2 separate regions of the Mus musculus genome follow, and region 2 is linked to region 1. Evidence: chromatin contacts called from public Hi-C data. All regions are on one chromosome and are shown on one strand. The core of a region is the stretch at or near the end of the contact, and the rest is flanking DNA. Distances in the headings are between cores, read along the strand shown.

Evidence for each region. Hi-C and Micro-C count contacts between places; a contact is called where the count stands out from the background.
Region 2: a Hi-C map of bone marrow-derived macrophages shows a contact between it and region 1, with 23 read pairs. The contact joins the promoter of Ahr here to the enhancer-like site in region 1. A contact is called at or near these places in 1 of 39 promoter capture datasets (macrophages), 1 of 15 datasets of contacts at CTCF or cohesin (the NIH/3T3 cell line), 2 of 484 Hi-C or Micro-C datasets (bone marrow-derived macrophages and muscle stem cells), 1 of 115 datasets of contacts at active chromatin or transcription factors (bone marrow-derived macrophages) and 1 of 9 other capture datasets (adipose tissue).

Annotation. Positions count from the first base shown.
Region 1 is chr12:35,263,054-35,270,414 of GRCm38.p6, forward strand. No RefSeq gene overlaps it. Among named protein-coding and RNA genes, the nearest start is that of Mir680-3, 72 kb to the left of the region's middle. Within about 2 kb of position 4,163, at least 20 of the 459 cell types and tissues checked have an H3K27ac peak or open chromatin away from gene starts, as enhancers often do. A contact at or near this core is called in bone marrow-derived macrophages and muscle stem cells, where this site is marked.
Region 2 is chr12:35,532,163-35,539,523 of GRCm38.p6, forward strand. Ahr (aryl-hydrocarbon receptor) reads right to left here and starts at 2,827. Exons shown (of 11, transcript NM_013464.4): 1 at 2,400-2,827. The coding sequence starts at 2,461.

The DNA.
Region 1 (7,361 bases), core at 2,913-5,412:
TGCCCAGCCAAAATAACATACAAAATTAACTACTACACAAGGTCAGTTAAGATGCATAAACATGCAGGAGTTAGGCTAATGAGTCAAAGCAGTTGACCAATACTGTGGTTGGCTAAGAAGATCAATTCAAATCAGTTGAACACTATGAGGAAAGGAAAACAAAAGTAGGGCATTTGACAGATGGAGTTATGGACACTGGCTGCTCTTCCCGAGAAACAAGTTCAGTTATCAGTACCTACGTGGCAGCTCACAACTCCAGTCCTAAGGTCTTCAATGCTTCTGGCTTCTGTTGGTACCAGGCATGCAAATGATGCACAGGCAAACCTGCAGGCAAAATATTCACACATATAACATAATGATGTTAAGTTGTGGTAGTCTCATCCTAGTCTTTTATCTTTTGTAGTCTTCACTATGGGAGTAGTTCGATATTTCAAGGTTGACACGGTTTGCTTAAGATTACAATCACTTTTTGAATAATGTTATCATGGAATTACTTATTTAATAATATAACTAACTATATTAGTTATAGATGGAGAGTATAATGACTCGGTCAGCTACTTAGAGATGTAACTTAAGCCTGATGAATAATTTACAGTATTTTTAAAGATAAGATGGGCAAATCCCTTAATTATAGAATAAAATAGATTTAATTTATATTTATTTTTTAGAAATGTAACAAAACTTCTTCTGCTTATTTGAAAGCAGTTAGGACTTTGGAGGAGTTTTGAGTGAAGAGGTCTTGGGAGGAAATAAGACAGGCTTTAAAGGACGACTGTTAAGGAGGAAAACCATTCATTAATTGCCGTCCCAGGGTAGATACATGCCTAAAAACCTCCAGTGTATTAGTTGATCTAGAAGATTGTGAAAGGAGAGTCTACTTTACTTAACAGTAGTCTGCTTAGCCAGCTTTTGCTAAGCTTTCTCTCTATACAAGTTCACTCTCTTTAGCTGTACATGTGGGGCAGGTGAGGCTATCTTCCCTACCCTGGCCCCAGGGTCTCGCAGTAAATTAACTTCAGCATGGGATGTAGACTAAGCCAATAAGCACTTTCCCTGTGTCTGTGGGCTGCTGGCAGCCATGTCTCCTGCTAGTAGAGGAGGACAACTTCTGTGGGAAGCCCACAGATCAAGGAAAAGGTGGGCAGGCACAAGAGGTCAATGGAGACCAGAAGAGGAGGCAAGTTCTTGGTGCATTGACTCTTGTAGTTCTTTCTCTATTGTAGCTCTGATCCCAGTGAACACTGTAGCTTTCTTCCCTTAGGCTATGTTTCTTCTATGATTCTGAGTCTGCTTTCCTCTTGAGGATGTCTAGCTTGCCCCTGCACACTAGGCTGGAAGGATGAAGAGGAGATGGGAATGGGTGGGGTCTGCAAGATACCTGCTGAGAGTGAGCTGCCTGGGAGTGAGTACTGTTTCCAGAAAGGTTTTAGTGCTCAGCTCTCTTAGATAATATTCAATGAAGCAGCTCTCTTAGATGACCTTCAGTGAAATAGTTTCTTGATGGACACTTTATTTGGGGTGAGCAAAGACTATGCATGAACTTTGGAGAGTAAGAAGGAGTTTTCATGGTGGATGTAAATCATTAGCTGGGGTTTAAAATACTGGGAGTGCCTCCTTTGCATGGAGAGGCATTCCAGGAATCCCAGGTACTTGCTGGGTGAGTTCTTATCAGGAAAGAAGTTGAACTTGAAGGTAAAGGGTTTGGGGGTAGGTCTCCCCCAGATAAAGTTAGGAAGGGGAAGCCCTGCTAGAAAAGGGAGTCTTCCATTTTGTGCCTAGCTCCAAAGAGCTATCAGACATAGTAGACTGAGACCTCAAGTAGCAGGATTTCCCAAAACTCTTCCACTTGTATGGAATCAGATGTTAATACAATTGCCCTTTCTACCTCCAAATTCCCTCTACCCTTCACTATAACCATGTTTTCTTGCTTTTTCTTTCTTTTTTTTTTCCCATGGAACATTGATGGCACAACTTCCTCCTGTGAAGAATGTGTGATCAGAAAAACAAATGAATGCTTGCGAGTTTCTAGATCAAAGCACTGACCTGGGGCATAATCTCAGAATAACCCTCTGAGGCCCTCATTGGTTTTGGAGGCCATTTTGAGGTTGTGCTGGACAACCAAATTCTTAGTGCTATGGGTGGAGCTGACTTGAGTTGAATCTGACTTCCACTCTGGACTCTGTTATCTCAAGCTGTAGAAGTTTTGTGGAGGATCAGTTTTTAGAAAAACACAGTTTAGTCCTTTCTGTTTCAAACAGCAGAGAGCGAACTGATGTCATAGTAACAAAGTTCAAGGTCTTTAGGGGAGCTCTTCCCAGGAGTCCATTGTCTGGACTCCAGAGGCAGGGCCTGAACTGCACTCAGTGGCTTCTTTAACCTAATACACAGAGACTCTCAGATGCTTAAATATCTGCGAGTTGGCAGACTGTTTCCTGCTAAGTGGGCTTGCTTTATACTTCAGGACCAGTGAATTCTGTTTAAAGATGTTAGTGCTCACATGCTTTTTATTAAATCAAACTTAACTTATACCAAGTTAACTTATACCAAGAGTATTTTAACATCTACCAAACCTTCAGAGTTATCTTTTGTTCCGATGTGGCTTCCTCTTTGACCTTAGTACATATTAGGCCTGGCATTTTAGCTGACTGGAAGGTGAAGACATGTGAACCTGGCAGAGAAGGGCAAAGCTCACAGGAAGCACCGGATGCAGAGCCAAGGCCTGCGGGAGTAGGTAGCTAGGAATTGAAGCCTGGATTCCAGCTTAGCTGCTGGGAAATGATGGATTTTCCTTGCTGTCTTCTTACCTAATGTTGGGGACAGCAAAAGCATTTTAGGAGGAAGCAGGCTTATTAAAATACTTTGAAAGATGGGACCCAATTCAGTAAGCATGAAAGCTGTGATTCATGCAGCTCATTTTCTTCCCTGACAGTAACAGGCTTGATACGGAAATAAAATAAGTCCTGTCTCTGCCAAGCACATCCCAAGTTACAGACAAACATGAGTTCTGTTTCCCAAACACTTCCTTTACTTTATAATTCTGTAATTACAAATTTTACGGTTCAACTGGGCAAGCATGGGATCCTGAATCAGAACTGAATAATATTTGAGGCATAAAACTGAAGTGAAGTTGAGGATGTGGATTTTTCAAACTCTCTTCTCTTAAATGGATAAGGAGGAATTAAAGAGAGTGTGTGAGGACAGTGCCTGAGTCCTGCTCAGTAAACTGCCTGCAACCAGGAAAGCTGGAATACAAATGACCTATATGATATGTCAAATATAAGTTAGGACACTTCAATGATTTAACTTCTACTGGCTATTGTATGTTGGCTCCACAAACAGTCTTTCAGCTATAGCCTCTTGCAGCCACTAACTAGAGTTTGGTCAGCCCCTGGTAAGCAGCCTGCTTGCATAAATGACCATGGAAAGCAGCAGAAAACAGTGAACTTCTGCACAGTCCACTTAGGTTTTAGGAACATAGCTTCCCTTTCCATATACTCCCATTCCTTTTAGCCCCATGGCTGTTGATAACTGCAGATAGCATCCTTCCTTGTAGAAATTCCTCCTGGAACCCAAAATGCCTTCCTAGTTATCAAACCATCCAGAGAAGAATACCAACACAGCCTTCCATGTTTCCCACCCTCTTCCCTTTTCCAAGTAATCCTTGCAATCATTCCTGTGATTGAACTGGGATGCTCAAAAGTATCACATTTCCCAAGATGGCATCAGAGATGAGCTAAAGATCTCTCAGGGAGGCAGGCCCCAGGTATCGGTAGTGTGGCAAGCCCCGGGCTGATGTTGGAGTCCAGTTAAGGCTGAGACAGTTCCTTTTTGCTGAGACTGACTGTAGGAATCTTGCATTTGCTGCCTCTTAAGTCATGACAGATGGCGGTATTTTCTCTAAATATTAATACTACTCTTTTCAACTATAGAGCCTAGATACCCATTCCAGGAAGCATTCTCTTCAATATCCTGTTAAGCAAGGATGAAACAGCAGGCTCCAGCAAGGAATGTGCCGAAGGTCTCCTGTCTTCCTTAGCATTGGCCCCCTCAACAGGGAGATGGTCATAAAGTTAACCCGTACCCAGTGTTTGTTCTGAAAATGAGTTGCACAGATGCCTGCTGTCAGCTTGCCTTCTAGCTACTCATTGTCAGGACAAAGGAAAGCAGAAGTCACATGTGGCTGGTGGCTGGCGGCTGGCATTCTCTCTCCCTCCTTGTGGAAGAGATGCATGTTGCTGAGGCTTTTTTTGTTGTGGTTTTAACCCCTGGTGCTTTGGTTGTAGTGGTTTGTAAAATGAGTGTAGTTGGGAGAAAATTTTCCATCTGTGAAACCGGGGAACACCACTCTAAATTGTGAGGAGTAAAGGAAGAAGAATTCTGTTACAAAGATAGCCAGCTGCCTCAGAGATGCGGTGATGAAATCCTGCACAGGCTGAGGATAAACAGATACTTTGTGGCGGAAAGGACTGAGAATTTGGAATCTGGAACCTCCATTCTGCCTTTGACTCAGCTGGTGTCTGCATTGGGAGGGCTAGAAAGCAGTGGTTAATAACCAGATACATAAGTCTACATCCACCAGGCAGAGAGCCAGTCCTGGCTTTGCTGTTGATGGGACAAGTCTTTACTCTGTGTCTCAGTTTCCTCACATCTAAAGAGGAGAACATAATGGTACCTGCATTGAAATTTTCACGATTAAATTAGTATGTATTCTAATGATCTGTAAGATTTCAAATAATCATAAATTAGACACTTCATCTCTCTCCCCTCTTTAAATTCTTTATTATTATGTGCTAACCTGTAACTTTCCAAGTTCCCTCCTTCAATGTAATGATCCTGCATAGTTAGGCATTTTTCTTCTTTTTCTTACTTTTAGTACAATTAGCATTCAAATAGATGGAAACCACAGAGCAATGTATTACAATCAATTAATGATATGCCAGAAAATTATGTTAAAATATCCAAACCATGATTTAAAAAAAAAAAAACCCAGCTCACTGTTTAGGAAGAGTTGTTCTTGGCAGTGAGAAAAACAGCCCATTGTCCCAGATAAGTTATGAGTTTAGAGAACTGGACCCTGAGGAGAAGTCACCAGTAACCCCCACAGTCTGGTCCCAAATTCACAGTAACTGGACCTCATGTCTTGGCTCCCGCTTTTCCTCGACCTGGGATTAATTTTGGCTCCATCTGGCTGCAGAATGCAGAGCTGCCCTTAAATGACTCACTTGGTTAAGAGCACCCCATCTTAACTAGAATCTCTCTCCTGCAGAGTGTACTGGGTTGTACTGAGAATCTTTGTCTTCTGTGTACTTGTCTTGCTTTCAGTGTAGTCTGTGGAGCTCCTAGCTACACCACATAGTACATCATACCCCACAGACTTGAGGAGAAAAGTTTTATTCTTTCATAAATTTAAAACGATTTTTTTTATAACTAGTAGTTTTAATTTTCTATGCAATTCAAAGAAAATATAGAGATAGTCATATGACACCCTGTCATGCAGAATACCCATCGCTATCAGAATAAATCTTCCAAGTCAGGATGTTTGGCTTGTTACAGTGGGTGAGCTTGTACTGACGCCTCATCATTTCCCAGTCACACTTTCCTCAGAGTTCCCTCTGCTGTGGTACATTTTAAGGGCTTGGATTTGAGTTTGTTATGCAGTTGAGGCTGGCCTTGAACTCTTGATCTTCCTGCTTCTACCTCCCAAGAGCTGGAATTTCAGGCATGTGCCACTATGCCTAGTGTAACCCTTTTACTTAAAAAAACAAACAACAACAACAAGCAAATTAGTAGCTTTATTTTAGATAGGCTCTTTCTCACCGGTCTGTTGCTTCTGGTTTATCACAATGTGTTTCAAGCTGTCTGAGTTGTCTTCCTAGACATTCTTTAGCAAATGCCTTCACAAACAGCTTTCTTCACAGACTGAAGTTAGATTTGGAACTCTACTTCCATGGCAGAGTACCAAGTATAATGCACAACCTACATGTATGTTTATCAATATATGCACATTTCAATAACTTACAAATGTGATGATTCTGGAAAGACCAAACACTACTCATTAGCTATATATAATCAAGCATAAAGTCACATGGAAGCAGGGATCAATTCTGTTTGAAGATGACTTCCTAACATGGGACCTCCAAGTAGTTCCCTAGTAGGTTTGAAGAACCATTTACCCACGTAGGTAGGAACAGTGGCCATTTTCCACCCAAGCAACACATCATTGCAAAGATGACTCAGAGGGCTGATGGCTACTGCATTTGTGTTTTCAAGGTCATTTTCTCCTAGCTGGAGTGAACTGTTTTATTCTTCCCTCAGTATTTATGGTTTTCTGATATTTTCTGATTTACTAGTATTTGTTTGTGACCTACCATCTCCCACTCCCCATGTACACTGACTGACTTTCTCAAGAGCAAAGGCTATGCTTGCTCACAGCTTTCTCAAAAACAGGTGTTCAGGAATTATTTTCCCAAAAGGTCACTGATTCAATAAGCTTTATTGGAATATAAAGGCATACAATCATAAGCTCTAATTATTGGACTGGAGTTTTGAGATATACATATTGTGGCTTAAATGCTAGCAGTATGTGTTACACAACACACATCTGTGACTGACAACTTCCTTTATCCCTTTGCACTCAACTTCCTCCTTCTCACACCCAGTTCTCAGTAAACACTCTCTTGCTTTTGATTACCATAATTTTGCCTTGTCTTTAAATCTAAACAACAGGGAATTACATAATATGAAATCTTTTCAGCCTAGTTTCTATCAATTAATTTTTCATTTATTTTATTATTGTCACTTTGCTTTGGGTTTTTGAGACAGGGTCTCACTATTGTAGATCAGGCTGGCCTCAAACTCTCAGGGATCCTATAGGAGCCCAAATAAATCTTTGCTGATTTAAGTTTATTTTGGGACTTTTGTCATAACAACGGGAAGCCAATAGAGCTACCAAATGAAACTTGTGAGCTCTGGGAGTACGGGTGGGTTCATATTGTTCCTCCTCTTGGTATCCTAGACAAAATGTTCCCATGTGTTTGATGTAAAAAGCACTAAGTTTATTCTAACTGGGATGACATGAAGCTCAGAGTGGTTTTAATTTGAATTTCCCTGATAGTGCATTTTTTTTTTTCAAGCTTATATTGGCCATTTGTATTTCTTCTTTTGGAAACGGTTGATTCTGTTCATGAACCTATTAACTTCTTGGGGAATTAAGATATTTTAATTAGATATTTTCTTTATTTACATTTCAAATGTTATACCTTTCCTCCTATCCCTTCCAACCCCACCCATCAATCTGGTTCCCCCTTGCCTAGCTCACTAACCCACGTACTCCTGCTTTCCTGTCCTGGCATTCCCCTACA
Region 2 (7,361 bases), core at 1,577-4,076, 270 kb after region 1:
TGAGGATATGGGCTAGATGCAAGGCTGCTTAGGATCTCTTAATTTCCTAACTTTCATTGCACTGAAGAAGGAGGAAACAGCTATTCACAGTGTAGTGTATACAAAACACTGTCCTTGGATGGAATTGAACACATTTCAAACTGATTTCCTTCTACAGATAACTGTCATGGTGGGACCGGCCACTAGAGGGGGCTTATTTTGCATCTAGATCCTCATTTGAAGACTGAAAGAACTTCGGGTTAAAATCATGTCACCCACTTTACTCCAAATTTTCACGGAACTGTATATTTAAATATGACATTTTTCGACACTAGAATTACAATGGGTATGCTCCGTATAAAACAGCTATACCTTAAAGGGTACAAGTTAATTAAATTAGAAAGCACAGTCAACACTTGTGTTTTTTCCTGAAATTGAGGTATTTGGGGCCTCATTGCACACAGGCTAAGTAGTTTAACTTAAAGACTCATACTAAAGCTTGGTGACCTGGTTGTTAAGGGTGAACTTTGATTATGTGATTATACAGCTCACTATTTTCTGTTCAGGGGGGACAACGTAAGTACTTTCACTAAAGGACCTAAGTGCCAGCACTAAAGTCTTCGACAAAGCAAGCTGGTGACCTTTAAGGCATTTGAAGGCTCAGAGTTGATTAAAGGTGTTCAGTACAGATCTGATAAACAGAAGTCAAGGACCAAATAAAATAAAATATAAGTTCGTGGGGACAACAGTTTAGTTGTCCGAAATTATCAAATGCAAATAGTGAGACAATATAATAAAAGGTGTAACTTAATCTAAAAGGAAGTGTTGTCGTGTTAAAAAGGAAGCTCTCTATATTAACTAGAAACTAAGAGCACTCGCCGTTATAATGAATAACATTTAAGATGGTGACCTTTGTATAGAAAGCAGTTTATGTCCTTAAATAACATAAGGAAAATCAGTTACTTAGACTTAGACACTCAAGCGGAGCTCCAAGTTTTATGCCCATGTACATAATACCTGAGATTTTTCATCTCATACTGAGTTAGTATTACTATTAATGAAAACAGGGAACAAGCACTTGAAAGCCTCGGAAACTGTAACTGCCAGGAACAAAGTCAAATTGAGCAAACATGTTTTAACAAAAAGAAACCGTCCTACAAAATACTAAAGCACTGAAAGCCAGGGTCCAAAGAACTGCCGGGGTAGAAAACTGCTGAGTCAACGACATTTGCGTCCTTTAAAGTGTACCAACCATAAAACTTCCAAATTCTGATCAAACTATTTACACATGGACATCTCCTCTCAATATTAATTTGTAAGTCAAGATTTGAGGAACTAGGACAGTTGAAATTCTTAAGGGGAATTAAAATCCACAAATAACCCAACTTCTAAGCTAGTAACTATTTGTAAACAGTGTATAAATCTTAAGTTGGTTTTTTTGTTGTTTTTGTTTTCTTTTTTTGGTTCACTTGGTGATAGCTGTCATGTTTCAAGCAAAACACACACTACTGATTGCCTGAAAGTGTTCCTAAAATAATTTATTTTTTTAAAAAAATAACAAATGGTGAGATGTGGAAACTCCAAGGTAATTATGAATGAATGCATCAATACAGACAACTCCTAAATGGAACCCTGTCTCAATCATGAATCTCTTTTCTGAGGGGGGAAAAAAAATCTCCCATCTCATACAAATAGCCCATGGAAATAAAGACCAAAGCCTGTAATCTCTGTCAGAATTGGCAAAAAAAAAAAAAAAAAAAAAAAAAAAAAAAAAAAAAAAGCAAGGGGAAATGAACTACAGGTAGAGAGTAGAAATAACTTAGAAGTCAGTCTAGTTCTTTTTCCTCTTCTTAATGATTTAAAATTTTACAGACCCAAAAGCACTCCAAAAGGAGGAAGAAAACTGCACCAAAGAGTGGCTAAGAATGCCACCAAGCTGCCAGGGCACCTGTCCACTGCACACTCCAACCTGCTATCAATTCTGCGCCTACACCGAGCCCTGCAGAACTGCTGCCTAGGAAGTAAATGAGAGAGCAAAACAGAAAGCTAGGCGCTAAGAACAGAAAGACATTCCTTCAAAGGCACAGGTCCCCTCCTTCAAGACAACACGTGTTTAGCTCTGCCCAACATCTCACCTCAGTGAGCTGTCTACTTATCCTCCGTGTCCCCTAAAGCTCACGGCAGCGGAGATCTAGAGTGGAGGATTTCCAGGCAAGCTTAACTAACTAAGCTAGAGCGGCACTAGGTAGGTCAGAGCTGTCAACGAACCAGCCAGGGAAGGTCGCTGAGCAGTAAAGGTGCAGGTGCCTGAAAGCAGGATTTTTTTTTTTTTAACGCATTGGTTGAGACTCAGCTCCTGGATGGCGGCACGCGTGGGGACCTCCCGCACCCTCGGAGCGCGCCTGCCCGCCGTCACTCACGTTTTCTGCACCGGCTTGCGCCGCTTGCGGCTGGCATAGGTGATGTTGGCGCCGCTGCTCATGGTGCCCGCGCCCTGCCCGCTCCACCTGCGTCCCGGAGGCGGCGCCCTGCCCGCGCTGCGCCCAGGTGAGCCGCCGCCGAGGGCGGGACGACCGCGACGCGCAGGTGCGGGCGACAGAGGAGACTCGGGCTGCCCGAGCTGGCCGCGGAGGAGAAACCCGCACGCTAGCCGCGCCCGGTCCCGAGGGTCAGGAGGGGCCGCAGTGCTCTAGGGCTTCCCGGCTCCCGCGCTGTGCCGCGGCGTCGCTCACAACCCTGCCTGGCAGCCACCCCCGAGTCCGTCCACCAGTTCGTCCTCCGGGTCGCTCCGGGCTGAGCCTCTCCGGGACACGCGTGGGGCACCGAGCGTCAAAGGGAGCGCACACACACGCTGCCGCCCGCCGCGAGCCCGCTCCTCCGCAGCCGCGACCCCGCGCAGCTCCGCCCCGGGCTCCAGCCCCGCCCCACCTGCTCGGCCCCGCCCCTCACGGTTCCCAGGAGGGCCCCACCCTCTTCGCAGCACGTGATGACGCAGGACGTAGTGACTCCCAACACTTCTTGCAGTCCGAGGTTCTGGGGGTGGGGTGGTGTTCGCCCAGTACCTGTTTTCCAGCCTCAAAAGGGGTGTGAGGCCACATTATGCCTAGGCAAATTCCTTGTAACCCAGACATCAAGATTTACCAGGCAAAGAGCTTAGCTCATCCTAGAGTTGAGTCATCTAATTTTTGACAAAGATTTTACATTGAGCTGGTAGATAAATAACTGCGACTGGAGAGCATTCTAAGGGGAAAACTTCAAAAATGCCCTGCAAAGTTAGTTGTCTTGAAGGCTACGAGTTTTATAATCCTTTTCCCTCCCACATTTATTTTATGTCTACAGAAGACAATAAAACATCGTTTCCTCCATCAGACTTCAGGAAGATGAGAAGGAAAGAAGCACAGGAGTGCTGAGAGCATGAGAAATTGGAGGGTAGGTACTGAGACTATGACCAGAGACCTGAGTTTCTGTTAGTAGTACGGTAGAGCTGATGGGAGGAAAAAGAAAAAAAAAAAAAAAGATAATCTAGGAACAAATCATAAAGATTTAATGAAGAAATTGGGTCTCATTCTGCAGACAACAGAGAGCTTTTAAAGGCGTAATTTGGAAGATGATGTTCCATCTTTCTTGGGAAAGTCACTGTGGGAAAAGGTGGAAATTCTGTTACTCAGGAACAAAACAGATGGAAGAGAGAATCGCTGGGAAATTGATGAAATCGACCAGCTGCAAGACCAATGGCACAGCCATGGGGATGAGAGAAAAGAGACAGCAGAGATGATAAAGGAAGAGGGAAGGTCGCTGTTAACCACCAAAGAATAGAGGCAGAGAAGTGAATTTTGGGAGTCAGGTAGGTGATGCTGGACATGAAGAGATAGAGATGAAGTCTGATGTGTTTTATAGATTTGAGAAAGAGATCAGAAGAGAGGATACACAACAGCAAGGAAAAGGATAGCGAGAAAACTAAGAACAACAAATGGTGCCCAGGCTGTGGAGGAAGAAGAACCCGCATCACTGTGGGTGGTTGTAAACTGGTCCAGCCACTGTGGAACTCTGTATAGAGTTTCTCAACAAATTAAAAACAGATCCACAAGATGACCTGCTATTCTCCTGCGCACATACCTGATAGCCCTTCATTCAAAACAAGTGAGAAGTGGACCCAGACTAGATTCACATCAACCTATGGATGGATAAATAAAATGTAGTGCGTCTACACAATGGCATTTTATGGGACTCTGAATAAAACTGAAATCATGGCATTTGCAGGTAAACAAGTGGAACTGGAGGCTGCCGTGTTAAGCATGGCAGACACAGAAGGCAAATACCATGTTTTCTCTAGATGTATGCTCTAGATTTTGATTTTTACACATGTTGAAACTAGGAAAGCGATCATGAGAGTGGAAAAAGGAGCTCTTGGGTTGGAGGTGAGAAGAGAAAGGGCAGGAGAATACACATGACACAGAAGGAGAAGAGGGGATCCTGTGGGAGCAAGCAGAGCAGCAGGAGTGGGGGAAGGAATGGGGGGGGGGCGTCCAGCAGAATGGGAGCATGGTAATTCATACATTTCATTAAGCCCATCGCTTTGTGTGCTAATATTAGAAACAAATTTAAGAGTTAAAATTGATAGTTTTCTCAACTATGTTTCCAGCTGGGTAACAATGGCATGAATCACCAGAAAGAAATTATAAAGCTGGCCTCATGCTTCTTAGGTTTGAAATAGATTTAGGACATCTAAGGAAAGATGGTAAATGGGGCAACCTGTGAGGTAGAAACTGGAACTGTGATCGAGAAGCTGTTTGCTATTGGACAAAAAAGAGAGTGTGGTGATGCCCTGTGGGTACTGCAAAAGAACTGCCAGGACTAAAACCTGGAAAGCTCAAGAGCCCCACCCCCACTCCCCACCCCCCACCCCCCACCCCGAGAGCTGGGTCCACCGGTGGAGTGGAAGGTGAAAAATGGCCCCGTTATTTCAACAAGGAAGGCCGAGAAAAGAGAACAAAGATTCACTGACTAGTGTGAACTATTTTGCGAGGCCCCATTGTTAATTACTAATTAATAATAATGTAGTGTTGATTTAATGGGAGTGATGAGTGGGGTTGTTCTACTTCTTTACAAAAGATGAAGAGGTCATTGACTTTGTGAGGAAAAAAAAAGACAAAGGTGATAAGTAACAATAGATACTTATAGAAAAGCAGAGAAAGTGCCCAAGCAGAAATGAGATCAGGGCTGTGGTGGACTTGCTAACAACGAGAGCAGTTCTTGAGGGGCTTTGCTTTGTAAAGTCCCCCATAGCTTCTATAGGGCTTCATGGTTCCCACCTGCAATCCCGGCACATAGTGTGCTGAGTCAGGAAGGAGTCTACAAGTTCAAAGCCAGTCTAAGCACCAATATTATTAGCCTAAGTATGATTTTTTTTTTTTCTGAAATGGGGGGACTTGCACAGAATGTCTTTACTGAGTCCTTTAATAAGGTCTTCCAGGTGATCCAACAGTTTGGGGTTGAGTGCCATGTAAGTTAGGGGAGAAAGGATAGATGAGTTACACTGAGTAGACTAGTAAAATTTACAGTGGAAATAAAATGAAAGAGCATTTAGCCTTAGCTATAGAAGAATGTGTATGCCCTGTGATTGGTAGATTTCATTTTAATTTCATTTTAGAAATATATACATTAGAAATGATCTTGGAAATGACAACAGGAAAGTGGGAATCAGTGTTTTGTTTCCAGTGTATAAATCCCTGAAAAATAACTCAGAACTGTGGGATGAACATGCAGGAAGTGATAATCCTGCTGAGAGTTGCCTTTTACTTAAGGCAATAAATAAGTAAAATAAATGAATGAATAATTAAATAAAACAAATTTCTAAAGAAGACCATTTACACTGATCAGCAAATCCAGAAGTACAGGCCAAACATCTCCACGTCTCCTTTTCTTCCATCTCCTTTTCTGCATAGATGGAACAGATGGGACACATGATCATTCTATCCCAACATGCATTGAGTGGAAAAGAACAATTTCCTCTTAGCATAGCAACCAGAAATGTAAAACACATTAACACAGTCCATCAGAACAGAGTGGATAAAGTCAGAGCTCCTCCACAGTAAAGGGTTGTACTAAATGAGCTAAACTCTTGGTGGGTTGTTGTTTGTTTGTTTGTTTTCATCTCTTTTTTAAATGGTAGCTCTTTTCCTATCATACTTCTGTGTCTGGTTAAAATATTATTTATGAGTCACATCATTTATGTCCTCATATCCACTCTTAGGCAATAAATCTTTGTATAGCCAAGACTAACAGTCTAATGTTCACAGTGAAATTTTAGAAATTCATTTCATTTCAGTAATGGCAGCAAAAACTTCACTTATGAGTTAGTGTGCTAACAAAGCTAGTCTCTAATGTGGGCTATTACAGACAACTACACGACACTATTGACACTTTGTACAAAACAAGGCTTCAGATTACCACTGCAGAACATGACCTGCAACTTGTCACTTGTGACCATCCACAAAGATGTTTAGTTTTCTGGGTTGAAGTAACATGATATTTTACATGCAATAATTGGTTTATAACAGTCCATTAACACCCAACTACTTTACTCAGTATGAAAACAGTATGTTTTAGTCATACTATAAATAAAGAAATTCAATAGAATGAAAAATAATTAAAATAATATTAAGCTAACATCCTCGTCACTGTGATATTTAATTTCCACAAGAAACCAGACATGTCATGATACACTAGTGATAACAGACAGGCTCCATAATAGAGCCTGCTTTGTAATAGAAGAGAGAACAGTTCATCAGGTAGTTGCATAGGTAAATGTGTAATTGCATTTGTGACTCATGCTGTGAGGAATGTCGTGGAATGTGTCACAGATGTGCTTGATCTGCTAGGGGAGGTCACTCTGAGGCAGCCGAGCGGAGCCTTGCAGTAGGAATGGGCTTTTGTGGGTGTAGAGTGGAAGGAAGGCTATTTCAAGCAGAACAACATTTGCAATATTTACTCTTTTTCCTCCTCTTCACTTCTGCAGCTATAAACCACCTGCCCTCAAAACTACTGACATCACACTTCTCCTTTTTTTTTAAAGGATCATAGTCCTTGCCTTCCAAACTGAACTGAGGTGGCCTAAGTGACAAAAGCAAAGATCAACTGTGATGACTATTCAAAATTTGAAGCCCAACACAGTGACATCACTTGGAAACCATGCATACTACTAATTTGAGAGAGTCTGAACTCCTACATTTCACTATTCCATTCCTCTTGCAATATTGTTTTAAGGCTGAGTTTCTATAATTTGCTATCATAAAATGCAAAGATGAGGAAAATATTGTGAAACACAAAGATGTTTCCTGGGCGATTATAAGCAAAACACCACATATATGAATGTCCCACTA